4 separate regions of the Mus musculus genome follow, and all the other regions are linked to region 4. Evidence: chromatin contacts called from public ChIA-PET and HiChIP or PLAC-seq data. All regions are on one chromosome and are shown on one strand. The core of a region is the stretch at or near the end of the contact, and the rest is flanking DNA. Distances in the headings are between cores, read along the strand shown.

What was found. ChIA-PET counts read pairs in DNA pulled down with a chosen protein or histone mark. HiChIP or PLAC-seq counts read pairs in DNA pulled down with a chosen protein or histone mark.
Region 1: a contact with region 4 is called in an RNA polymerase II ChIA-PET map of effector CD8 T cells, with 29 read pairs. The contact joins the enhancer-like site here to the promoter of Umps in region 4. A contact is called at or near these places in 9 of 39 promoter capture datasets (the 3T3-L1 cell line, the C10 cell line, HPC-7-derived erythroid cells and 5 more), 4 of 15 datasets of contacts at CTCF or cohesin (the G1E-ER4 cell line, large pre-B cells, pro-B cells and 1 more), 95 of 484 Hi-C or Micro-C datasets (the 3T3-L1 cell line, the 63-12 cell line, B cells and 53 more), 19 of 115 datasets of contacts at active chromatin or transcription factors (the 230-238 cell line, the HPC-7 cell line, acute myeloid leukemia and 10 more) and 3 of 9 other capture datasets (adipose tissue, embryonic stem cells and liver).
Region 2: an RNA polymerase II ChIA-PET map of memory CD8 T cells shows a contact between it and region 4, with 45 read pairs. The contact joins the enhancer-like site here to the promoter of Umps in region 4. A contact is called at or near these places in 2 of 39 promoter capture datasets (the 3T3-L1 cell line and cranial neural crest), 19 of 484 Hi-C or Micro-C datasets (B cells, the C10 cell line, CD4 T cells and 8 more), 16 of 115 datasets of contacts at active chromatin or transcription factors (the 230-238 cell line, the HPC-7 cell line, the SCID.adh cell line and 9 more) and 3 of 9 other capture datasets (adipose tissue, liver and pancreatic islet).
Region 3: a contact with region 4 is called in an H3K27ac HiChIP or PLAC-seq map of extraembryonic endoderm stem cells, with 6 times the contacts expected there. The contact joins the enhancer-like site here to the promoter of Umps in region 4. A contact is called at or near these places in 6 of 39 promoter capture datasets (3T3-L1-derived adipocytes, HPC-7-derived erythroid cells, embryonic stem cells and 3 more), 2 of 15 datasets of contacts at CTCF or cohesin (the NIH/3T3 cell line and embryonic stem cells), 25 of 484 Hi-C or Micro-C datasets (the G1E-ER4 cell line, the HPC-7 cell line, cerebellar granule neurons and 11 more), 30 of 115 datasets of contacts at active chromatin or transcription factors (the HPC-7 cell line, the NIH/3T3 cell line, T-cell acute lymphoblastic leukemia and 20 more) and 3 of 9 other capture datasets (adipose tissue, liver and pancreatic islet).

Annotation. Positions count from the first base shown.
Region 1 is chr16:33,746,253-33,749,373 of GRCm38.p6, forward strand. The region is part of intron 10 of Heg1 (heart development protein with EGF-like domains 1); the gene reads left to right. Among named protein-coding and RNA genes, the nearest start is that of Muc13, 47 kb to the right of the region's middle. Within about 2 kb of position 1,344, at least 36 of the 459 cell types and tissues checked have an H3K27ac peak or open chromatin away from gene starts, as enhancers often do. A contact at or near this core is called in the 63-12 cell line, B cells, the Ba/F3 cell line and 8 more, where this site is marked.
Region 2 is chr16:33,768,578-33,771,277 of GRCm38.p6, forward strand. It overlaps a transcript of Heg1 not described here. Among named protein-coding and RNA genes, the nearest start is that of Muc13, 25 kb to the right of the region's middle. Within about 2 kb of position 1,359, at least 105 of the 459 cell types and tissues checked have an H3K27ac peak or open chromatin away from gene starts, as enhancers often do. A contact at or near this core is called in the 230-238 cell line, B cells, the G1E-ER4 cell line and 4 more, where this site is marked.
Region 3 is chr16:34,109,642-34,112,452 of GRCm38.p6, forward strand. All of the region lies in intron 34 of Kalrn (kalirin, RhoGEF kinase), which reads right to left. Among named protein-coding and RNA genes, the nearest start is that of Gm41448, 9.0 kb to the right of the region's middle. Within about 2 kb of position 1,375, at least 39 of the 459 cell types and tissues checked have an H3K27ac peak or open chromatin away from gene starts, as enhancers often do. A contact at or near this core is called in acute myeloid leukemia, bone marrow-derived dendritic cells, bone marrow-derived macrophages and 5 more, where this site is marked.
Region 4 is chr16:33,965,694-33,968,467 of GRCm38.p6, forward strand. It overlaps Umps (uridine monophosphate synthetase), which reads right to left and starts at 1,345. Exons shown (of 6, transcript NM_009471.3): 1 at 1,133-1,345. The coding sequence starts at 1,288.

The DNA.
Region 1 (3,121 bases), core at 94-2,593, 220 kb before region 4:
GTGCATAGTTGGGTGACAGCCAGGCGTGGAAAGCTCCCCGCTCAGCACGTGAGGTTGGGGAGGTAGACAAATGTAAAAATGTCTTCAGGAACAAGTGTTTAGAATAGAATGGACTGATGAGATCAGCCTACCTTGATGATGAGATGGGTGGAGAGGTGAACAGTCCCAGTGGAGCACTCCTGTAGTGAGCAGTCCCTGTGGAGCACTTCCCTGGAGCACTCCTGTAGTCTGAGCCTGAAGTCATCCCTCATCGGCTTCCCACTGGAGCATGCCTCAGAGGCCCATAGTAGGAGGGGGACCTGAGCGAGGGCATGAAGCTTTCTACTCAGGCCAGGAAAAACCGGGGAGCACTCTGCTTGTTCCATAGAGGAGGACCTGCCTTCCTGAGGCAGAGAACTCAGGGTGTCAAAGATTAGGGGATAAATCCCAGCAACCACATGGTGGCTAACAACCACCTGTAATGAGATCTGATGCCCTCTTCTGGGATGCCTGAAGACAACTACAATGTACTTACATATAATAAACAAATAAATATTTAAAAAAAAAAAAGATTAGGGGATTCAGCCTCATCTTATCTCAAAATAGGACTTGACACTCTATCTTGCTGAATAAAGGATTTGAAACACCTATTGAAATTCTTATCATGAGTTGGGCAGTGGTGGTGCACACCTTTACCCCAGAACTCAGGAGGCAGAGTCAGGCAGATCTCTGTGAGTTCAAGGCCAGCCTGGTTTACAGAGTGAATTCTAGGACAGCCAGGGCTACACAGAATAACTCTATCTAAAAAAAATTTTTTTAATAAAATAACAAACAAACAAAAACAGAGACATAGAGGGAGAAGGAAGGAAGGAAGGAAGGAAGGAAGGAAGAAAGAAAGAAAGAAAGAAAGAAAGAAAGAAAGAAAGAAAGAAAGAAATTTCAAGTAAAGAAACAAGGTTTTTACATATTAGGGGATCAGCAGGATGGCTTGGTGGATAGGGATGTGGGCCTGATGAACTCAGCTCAATTCCCATATCCCATAAGAAAGAATTGACTTCTGAGGCTTAACCTCTGACCTCCACATGCTCTGTAACATACACACAGCTGTACACACACACACATACACACACACAAAATAAAAAATAAAATAAACAAAAATGAACCTGAAACGGTACTGACTGGGCAGGGAGAATGACATGAAAAAGTCATTTACAAAAGAAGCACAAATGGCAGTAACTTATTAAGAGGTGTTCAGCATCCCTAGTCATCAGGGAAATGCAAATTAAAACCACTTTGAGATAGCACCTCACCCCAGTCAAATGGCTGTCATCAACAAATCTGACAGCAAATGTCAGAGGATGTGGGAAAGGAAGCCCTGTGGGGGTGCTGCTGGGGGTGGGGGTGGGAGGGCTCACACCAGTACATTAGTATGGAAATCAGTTCAGACGTTCCTTAAAAGATTAAAAATAGGACTACAGGAGTCAGCTATTTCACTCCTGGTATCTATGCAGAGAAGCCCGTGTCCTACCGCACAGATGTTCACACGCCCATATTTATTGTTGCTCCATTTATGATAACAAGGAAACGAAACTAACCTAGGTGTCCATCAACAGGTAAATGGATAATGAAAAATGTGGTGCATACACAAAATGAAATGGAACATTACTCAACTGTAGAGAAAATGACGTTACAATATTTGCAGGAAATAGATGGCATTAGAAGGTATAATGTTACGCAAGGTCACCCAAATTAAGAAAGAAACACAACCAAACCAAACCACATGTTCTCTGCCCTTATATGCAGACCCTGGCCTGTAATGTATACCATGCAAACAGTGTCAGTGTGGGTGCAGTATCACATTTAGAAAGGAGACCAAGTAAGGATGAGGAGGGTCAGAATAAAGGCAAAAGGGCACGGACCATGAAAGAGATCATAAAGCTAATTATTTTTCTAGTTTCAGCTGTGTTGAACTTCTCCTTTTTGTGGTGGATAAGTGCATGAAAGATGTAACTGATAGTTAAAGTATAAAACCCTAAGTGAGGCTCTACGGCTTCAGCCTAGAAGGTCTAACTGTATTGAAGTTTACAGAAATGTATAGGATTTGGATCAGATCAAGTGTGTATTTCAGCAGGTAGCTGAGCCAGTGATGGTTTTGTTTCTAATTTCATTACAATAAAGTGATTTTCTTTTTGAGATAGGGTCTTTCTTACTGGGTAGCTCTGGCTGGCCTGGAAATCAAAATACAGACTAGGCTGTCCTCAAACTCACAAAGACCTGTCTGCCTCTGCCTATAGACAACTGGGATTAAAAGCATGTACCACCACACTCTGATACATTATTATTTAAAAAAAGAAAAAGCAATCAAAGATTTGGCTGTTTAGGTATGGCACAGGAAAAAAGGGGGTGGGGAACAGACATAGTCTCATGTACCTGTGACATCAGCCTTGGGACGCTGAAGCAGGAGAATTATGAGTTCCAAGACAGCAAACGTTCCTATTTAAGAGGTAAGTCGGATTAAGAGAACACTGGCTACTTTGTTGAGACTGGAGGGACAGGGAACATGCAGAAAGCTAAATAGTGTATTTGCCCAGGAAGGCCATGCATTTCCATGCAAGGTCTAAGATCAGAGACTAACCAGAAAGATCATGATCAGATCCCACGAAGTCCAGAAAGCACACTAGTGTGGGCCAGGAGATCCCGGTCTTTTTAGGCATTGAGGCCCACAAGAAGTTTCTCTGGGCACGCTCACCAAGAAGTTACTATGATACTGTAGCAATGTGGTCCATGGCATCCTGCAATGGGGATTTCTTGTGGCTGCTGCTGAGATTAAACAGTCTGTAGCCTGATCTACAGAGAGTTCCAGGACAGCCGGGGCTACACTGAGCAAAACCCTGTCTTGAAAAACCAAACTGGGCTGGTGAGATGGCTCACTGGTAAAGAGCACTGACTGCTCTGCCAGAGGTCCTGAGTTCAAATCCCAGCAACCACATGATGGTTCACAACTATCCCTAATGAGATCTGACACCCACTTCTGGTGTGTCTAAAGACAGCTACAGTGTACTTACATATAATGAATAAATAAATCTGTGGGCCGGAGTGAGCAGAGGTCCTGAGTTTAAGTCCTAGTAACCATATGGTGGCT
Region 2 (2,700 bases), core at 109-2,608, 200 kb before region 4:
CCAGACACTTCTAATGTCTTCAGCTGGCAGCACAGCTGGTGAACACCTGTGTAGGGGGCAAACTCCCAGGTGGTGAACACCTGTGAAGGGGGCAGACTCCCAGCTGGTGAGTCAAGAGTACAGGGCCAGGAGCCTCAAGCCCCACAGAATGAAGTACTCTGTTCCTGGGAAGAATTCCAACATCCAGAAAAGTGTCCTGTGAGTTCCAAAATTGCTTGTTGACTCACAAGTTTGGCCCAAATAGAACGGAGTGAAAGTTTTCATTTTGTTCTTTTATTACTGTGAAAAACACCAGGAGAGCCCCCAAACAAGGGTGCATTCACAGTGGGTCTACCATTTGTAGGTAGGGGAGAAGCTTTCGGTAGAAAGGCCTCTGCCCACCATTGGGATGAAGGGGGTGTGGGTGCTCTCCTACTTGGGGTTACATCCAGAAGGAGCCCCAAGAGGACACCAGCAACCCATGAGCAGAACAGACAGGCTGAGCCCATGCCTGGACACGCAGAGTCTTTGCTAGACAGAAGTGCTCAGAATGGATAATTTGTGTGCATAAAAGTGTCACAGTCCTGAATTGGGCTCCCATGACAAGGGAAGTAGGCAGAAGGGAAAAGCCACACTGCCTAGGAGATAATGAAATGGAGAAGATCCAGGCCAGGTAGAACTTGTTTATCCTGGGGGCATCAGGAACAGGGTTAAAAAGGAGGGTCTTCCTAGTTCCAGCCTGAGCTCTCTAAAACTCCAAGGTTTTTTGGTTTTGTTGTTTTTTTTTTTTTTGTTGTTTGTTTTCTTTTTTTCACTTCATGAGCCAGCTCATGACTACTGGGGCCTATTTCTTAGGAGGAGAAATAGCATCATGTGTTCCCACCATGGGCCTGGCTCTATGCATGTAAGGTAGGTATCTGGCCTTACAGCATGTGGGTTAGCCAGTGCTGAGCACTCAGAGGAGAAGCATGGGAATGTAGTTTCTGTGGCAAACTGCCTGCTTAGCATGTATAACGCCCTGGGGTTTAGCCTCGGAACCACATAAGCAGGGCAGAGTGGTACACTCTTAGAACCCCAGCCCTCAGAAGGTTGAGGCAGGAGGATCAGGAGTTCAAGGCCTTCCTGAAGAACAGGACACCCTGTCTTAAAAAAAGGGAAATACTGGCAGGTTTGTGGTTGGCAAGAGGCATATTGGTACGTGGCTTGGGCCCTCAGAAGTGAAAGGGGGTGGTCTAGGTGGGTTTTTGACATGAACAGCCAGGCTGAGGCAACCCTGTGAGGGCTGCCTGCCTTATTCTCAGACTCCCACGTAGTAGAAGTGTGAACCTATGTGGGCTGGGGGTGGAGTTGAGTGTCTGAGGTGCTGAGTGATCTTCTTAACTGGGGAGGTTGCTTCTAGAAGCGTCTTAAGTCATGTTGAACCAGAACTACTGTACGGTTAGAGCAGTCAAGCTGCCTGGTGGTATTTGAGGTCAAAGACTGAGCTGACTATTAGACTATTGTGGTCTAAAAGAGGAAGTCGTAAAAGACAGCCCGTAGAGGAGAGCAGTGTTGTTGGAAAGAGACTGGAGGAAAGTCTACCAAGATGCTGTCTATTCAGGTGTGAAGTTCCAGAGTGGGCACGGTAGCATCACCCCGGTGTGTGGCCTTTGGGTGCCTCCTTAAGCCACTTTGCCTAGTAGTGACCTGTATGGGTCTCTATAACTATGGGGCTTTGCCCAAAGCAGTAAAGCTGTACAGCCAAGTTGCTCTTGGCTTAGTGTTTCATAACACACTCAAAACTAGGGGCTTTACCCATATTTCTAAATTTATGTTCATTTTTCTTTTGAGACCAAAGCAATTCTTTGGGTAGAAGGACAATACAAGGTTTTGCATTTTGATATTTTATTTAAAACAGTCCATTACAGCAGATAGAAATGTTTATTTCCCTGAAAGCTCTTTTTCTTCTTCTGCTTCTATGGGAGGGTAGAGTCAGGAGTGGACCCCAGGGCCTTGCGCATACCAGACAAGTGCCGCCCTGTGGATCTGCACACCCCCAGCCCTCTCATATCTTCTTGACAGTATCAGTTCAAGGTTCTAGTCTTGTTCCAGCATGTTTGGTTACGGAAATGGTTCTGTAGCTTGCCTTTGGGAATATGTGTTCTTTTCTTTTCTTTTCTTTTCTTTTTTTCTTTTCTCTTCTTTTCTTTTCCTTTCTCAAATCCCCAAAGAAGAAAACACAATAGGAACATTGAAGTTAAAATAATCACTTTAAACTCTTTTTAAAATAACAGGTTAAGATAATAGGAACATTAAAGTATTGAATGTCAATCAATTCATTGTACTTTGGTGTCTCCACAAGGTCACACCCCTTTATGTCTGTTGCAAACTTTAGCCTGCACAGTAGCCTGTGAAACCAAAGGGGGACCATTTAGGTCTGAAAGGAGGCAGGTCCTGGCCTGCCTCTGTCACATGGGCATCTTCAAAGAAAACATTTTTCCAGTGGGGCTGCCTGGTAGATTCTGCTATATAATTTTAAATGATGGGCTCAATATCCTTGTTCTGAATTGTTGAGGAATGTGTGTTCCTCAACAGGGTAAAAAATAGTGATGGGGCGGAGCCAGTTTGTCAGGGGAACTGAACCGACTCCCTTAACTCTGGGCATTACCTAGGCCTGCTCTACAGAGAAAAGGACAGTTTGCCATGAGTTGCTGTGATGCATGTGTGTTGCTGGTGTTACAG
Region 3 (2,811 bases), core at 125-2,624, 140 kb after region 4:
AACCAGTTGCTTCATGTCCCAAAGGAATTGTTTTTAGACTATCCTTTATGCCTTTTTAGTTTCTTATGGTTTTAGGTATGGCAGAGTAATATGAAACCCAAGGTTATTATACCAAAAAGTGTGTGTGTGTGTGTGTGTGTGTGTGTGTGAGATCAGGCCTTTAGAGGGTGCCCTGGTCTGTGAGGGACCATCTCACATTAGGCTAATGGAGGTGGGAAGACTGCCCTAACTGTGGACAACTATTTCATTGCTGGGGCTCTGGACTAAGGCAAAGGCCAGAACCATTAACTCTCTGGATTGGATACCAACAAGACCAGGAGAGAGATCCTCAACTTTTGGGGGTTTGGCATCTGGGATTTCAGTGGTGGAATGTGCTGTCTGTTGGGCAGACTGCAACAGCTTCAAGGCTAGGGTGGCCCCTGTCAGAGGCAGATAAGTTCTGCCCCAAGACTTCATAGTAGATCAAGTTCCCAGTTAATACTGATGTCAGCTGGACAGGCTGTAGAATCAGCAAGAAAACCAGCCTCTGGTGCTGTCTGTGGGACCATCTCACATTAGGTAATGGAGGGGGGAAACCGCCCTAACAGTGGACAACGCTATTTGATGAGCTGGGTCCTGCACTCAAAAGAAAGGGAGAGCTAGCTGAGTACCAGCATATACCTTCTTCACTTCTGGACCACAGGTACAGTGTAAACAGTGGCCTCTGGTCCCTGCTACCCTGACTTCCCCACATGACAGACAAACACACAGGACACAATCTATCTCTGCTTGCTTCCCTTTTTTGGGGTGGGGGGAGAATTTAATGTCAGAAGTGAGAGGGGGAGTCGGAAACGTATGCTGCAGTGTGTTTTATTTTGTCGTTTGGAGGCAGGACCCTGCTCTCTAGCCCAGGCTAGCCTCAGTGATCTTCCTGCCTTTGTCTCTCGAGTGCCAGGGTTACCAGCCTGAGCTGCCATGTCTGGCTGGTGTGGCCTTTGTGGTGGGGCCAGTGCTGTCTAAATCCTCATCCAAGTACTGTTCAACTCAGGGAGCCGCAGATGGAAGCCCACTAAAGTTAAAGAGCTCACTAAATTCTGATGCCTTCAGCCTTGGGAGGATGCTGAGCCGAAGGGAAGGCCAGGCCCTGAGGGCACCATCTGGGAGCTAAGCAGCCAGGGCAAGTCACCTAGTCTATAAAACGAGCAAAATATAATTTATTGCTATGAAAGCTTTAGCCCTAAAACTGGTCCAGAGGAACTCAACAAAGTGAAGGTGGTGCTGTTTTTAAGTGGATGAAGATTTACACCGCGATGTCAATTCTCACAGCCTTGTTCTCTGTCCCCAGGCCACTGGCAGTATTTACCCACAGCCTGGGTGAGTGTCCCTGAGGTCAGCTAGGTTATGACAGTGGAAACTGTCAGGTAAGTCCAAGAGACAGAATTGCCTGTATCCAGCCAGGGCCACCTGGGCTGCTGCCCTTTGCTCCAGCTCCCTGAACACCCAAGTGTATTTTATGACACTTCTTCAGAATTCCAGACTTAGCTGGAAGAAGGCACCCAGGGACAGAAAAAAACCACACACACACACACACACACACACACACACCATGTATCATGGTAGAGAGGGACCTAGATGGGGTTTTGCAGCCTGGGCCCAAGAATCCAGGGCTAACTAAATCTTCATTGTTTGTAAGCACACACCCCTATGCCATAAGGCACGTTGACTTTAAACGGTGTTTAACCTTAGGAGAATCGTGCATTCAGCGTGTTGGCCAACCAAAGGGCTCCAGAAGGGAAACTGAAACTGCACCCACTGAACAGTTAACTGCCCATCACTTCCTTCCCTGTCCCTGGAAATCACCATGCTGCCTCTTGCCTATGTAAAGTTGACTATTCAAAGTAGCCATGTAAGTGAAATAATAGACTACTGGTCTCCGTGACTGGGTCCTTTTACTTAGCATAATGTTCCCAAGGTCTGTGCATGATGGAAGCTGGTGTCAGATTTTCCTCCTTTTTAAGGCTGAATAATGTTCATTGTTCGCAGGCCATACTTTGTGTGTTCTTTTGTCCATGGGCACCTGTAGCTGCTATGCTATGAGCAATGTTATGAACATGAGTGTGTAGATATGTTTGTGTCTCTGCTTTCAATTGATTTCAAAATGCTTCCAGAAGTGGGATTACTGGGTCATAAATTATATATATATATACACACACACATATACATATATACACACACATACACATATACATGTATATATGCACACACACACACATATATATACATATATATATAATTTACATACACATATTGGGACTTCCTACAGTGTTTTCCATAGCTATGGTAACATTTTATATCTCACCCAGCCATCCAGCCACATTACAACTTCTTTTACATCTTTACAGACACTTGCTATTTTCTGAGGTGTGTCCATAACTAAGAGCTATTTTATTAGATCTAAGTGCATCCCATTACAGCATTGATTTACATTTCCCTGGTGAGCAGAGATGCTGACTCTCTTCAGTGCACTGGTACCTGTGGGTCTTCTCTGGCGAAGCATCTATCAAGCTCTTTGCCCATGTGTTAGTCCAACTGCTTTGCCCTTCCTTGCTAAATTCTCTGTCTTGATAAACCCCGATGGGACGCCACACTGCATTCTGTCACAGTTTTCATGGCTTGGGGTGCTAAGCCCATAGCCCACAGAGCATCAGAATCATCAAGGGGCTTGAAATATTGAGGCACATGCCTGAATTTTGGTCTACGGCAGAGTGTGTTACTAAAAAAACGAAACAAAACCCCTCCAGATTTCAGGAGTTGGAAATCACAATAGTCTTT
Region 4 (2,774 bases), core at 95-2,594:
ACCCAGGCTGACCTCAAACTCACAATTCTCCTGCCTCAGCTTCCTGAATGCAGGAATTATAGATGTGCACCACCATACCTGGCTACATACATATTATGTCTTGATAGACCTCTGCAAATAATGGAAATATTCTACAGTTACACTAGGCAACAAAGTAGCCACTAGTAACTTTTAACTATTCCATTAGTATGTTTGGTCTTGGGACAAATTCTCATGTAGCCCAGGCTGGCCTTGAGCAGCACTATGAAGTGGGACCTTTAACTTTTGACTCCAACCCCAGTGCTTTATTTATTAACAATTCTGGCAGGCACACTGGCTCCTCTGGTAAAGGTTTTTCTGCCCAGCCTGACCACCTGAGTTCAATCCGTTTAACCCTCAAGACAGAGAGGGAGGGCGAGAACACACTCTGATCTTCGAAAGTGTACCACGGCACGTGCACACCTGGACACACACCCACACCCACTATAAACGCTAATACAAACTTCACAATGATCTATAATCCACACAGAGTCCCTAGCAACACTTCCTGCCATTTCTAACCTTTTATTCTAAATGCCATCTGCATGCAGTTCGGCTGGAGGCTTGTTATTCTAGAAAGCACTGCCTCAAGGCCGACTTGGCGGTGACTCACAGACAACCGACACGAGGTTTGAGAAACAACAGGCTAGAAACCTCTAAGTGCACACTTTACCCTTGCCAACCAAAAAATTCTGCCTTTCTGGTATCCACCATATGGCTTTCACTTCTTGCTACTGGCCATGCACTATTAAATCGAGTCGTTTGATCCGCTACTAATTTCTCCACCCTCCCGCCTTTTCCTTTCCTCCCTAATTGTCACTTTCTGGGGGTTAGGTACACAGAACTCACTCAAGGACTTCTCCGCCGGCCAGAGCCCAACAGGACACCCGGACTCTCGCAAAACACGTGTCTACACCGATCGGTCCAGAAACAAGGTCTCAAAGAAGCTGAAGGCTCCCGGTCCCCAAGCTCCTCCACACTCTCCAGACCAGCAGTCGGGAGGGCTTGCCTGCCTGGTCTGTGGCTCTCCCTTGTCCCCAATTTCGGCCACCCCCGCCATCTCCTGCTCTCTTTTCCCGCCACCCGGAGCCATCCCGTCCCTCGGGGCTGGTACCTGACTGAGAAGACGCGGGCGTGACACGATGCCCCGCAGGTCGATGTAGACTGGGGAGGAGAGCCCGCTCTTCAGGACGAAGCTCCCGAACTTGAAAGCCTGCACGTCATACAGCTCGGTGACCAAGGGGCCCAGGGCTTGGCTGGCGACCTCCATTCTCGCGCGCTCAGTTCGCTCTGGAAGCCGAGGGGCTTGGGGCCCGTGACGTCACCCAGAAGTCCCGCCTCTTCCGCCCCCCTTTCCGGCCCGGGCCGCGGGCTTCATTGAGTGTTCTAGATGCTTCCTGGTTGGGGAGGTGGGTTTTCAAACCTGAAAGCTAGATCGAAGCCTGATTTCCCCCGGAGGGATCTGTAGGCTTCGTTCATTTTTTATTTTGTTTGTTTTGTTTATAGCTGAGCGCTTCTTTATCTGATCCAGTCACTGTTAACAGCCACTTCCCTAATCTCTCAGGGTTTCTTTCCATAAAATAAAAATCCTCTAAGACAGAGCCTGTGGCTACCTTCTTGTATTAATTTTACAGCAGTTGGCGTGGGAGAGTTTCATAGTAATTTGCACATAGAAATCTGAAGCAGGTCACCGTGCACTCAGGGGCTGACAAACTTCCTTTAGACCACTTGAAGTGTACCAGATGAAGAAGGGTGGGGCCAGTTAGGGAGGATCAACTGACAGTATCTATTGGCTAACTGGAAGGGGAATGTTGGGCAGTTTGAAAACTCAAGCATATTTGGTTTACAAAACCCTTAGCTGGTTAAGTGAACTCCTGTAGTCCTAGCTATGTAAGAACCTGAAATGGGAGGATTCCAAGTTCAAGGCTGACCTAGGTATCTAGTGAGCCTGTGTTAATAATAATGATAATCCCCTAAGACTGTATTTTCCTTTTTGTTTGTTTGTTTGTTTTTTTCTTTTTTTCTTTTTTTTTTTTTTTTTTTTTTTTTTTGAGACAGGGTTTCTCTGTATAGCCTTGGCTGTCCTGGAACTCACTCTGTAGACCAGGCTGGCCTCGAACTCAGAGATCCACCTGCCTCTCAAGTGCTGGGATTGACTGTATTTTCCTATTTTAAGGAAATGCCACTTATCAAACAGACTGAGATTTCATTTTGTCTCTTTGTTTTCTCTAAAGAGATCGTGTTGAGCTCCCAGCGTGGAAACCCCCATAGATCCCAGCGTTTGTTTTGGGTTTGAAACAGGGCTTCCTTATGTTACCCAGCCTGATGTAGACTTCACAATGTAGTGAAGGCTCAGATTGCCCTCGAACTCACAGAGATCCATCTGCCTCTGCCTCCTGGGTGCTTGAATTAAAAGTGTTCACCACCATGACAGGTAAAATTTGTTGTCTTGACAGTTGTTTCTCATTACCAGCAACTTCAGTAAGGCCTTGATTAAATAAGAATTCAGATGTTAAAATGCTTTGTTCTTCTTGCTAGGTCAACAACTACGTTCATCTCTGTGTGCTGTTAATTGACAGAATGCTCAATAGATCAGCCTCATTCCCAGCTGTGCATCACCTGCAGACACTGGAAGCCTGATCAAGCCTCCTACCAACCTGTATGCATAAACCTGTGCGATCCAGCTGGAGCTGAAGCTGAAGCTCTGCATTCACTCTGCAGGCCTGTGGGTCACACTCAAATCCTCAGGCCTGGTG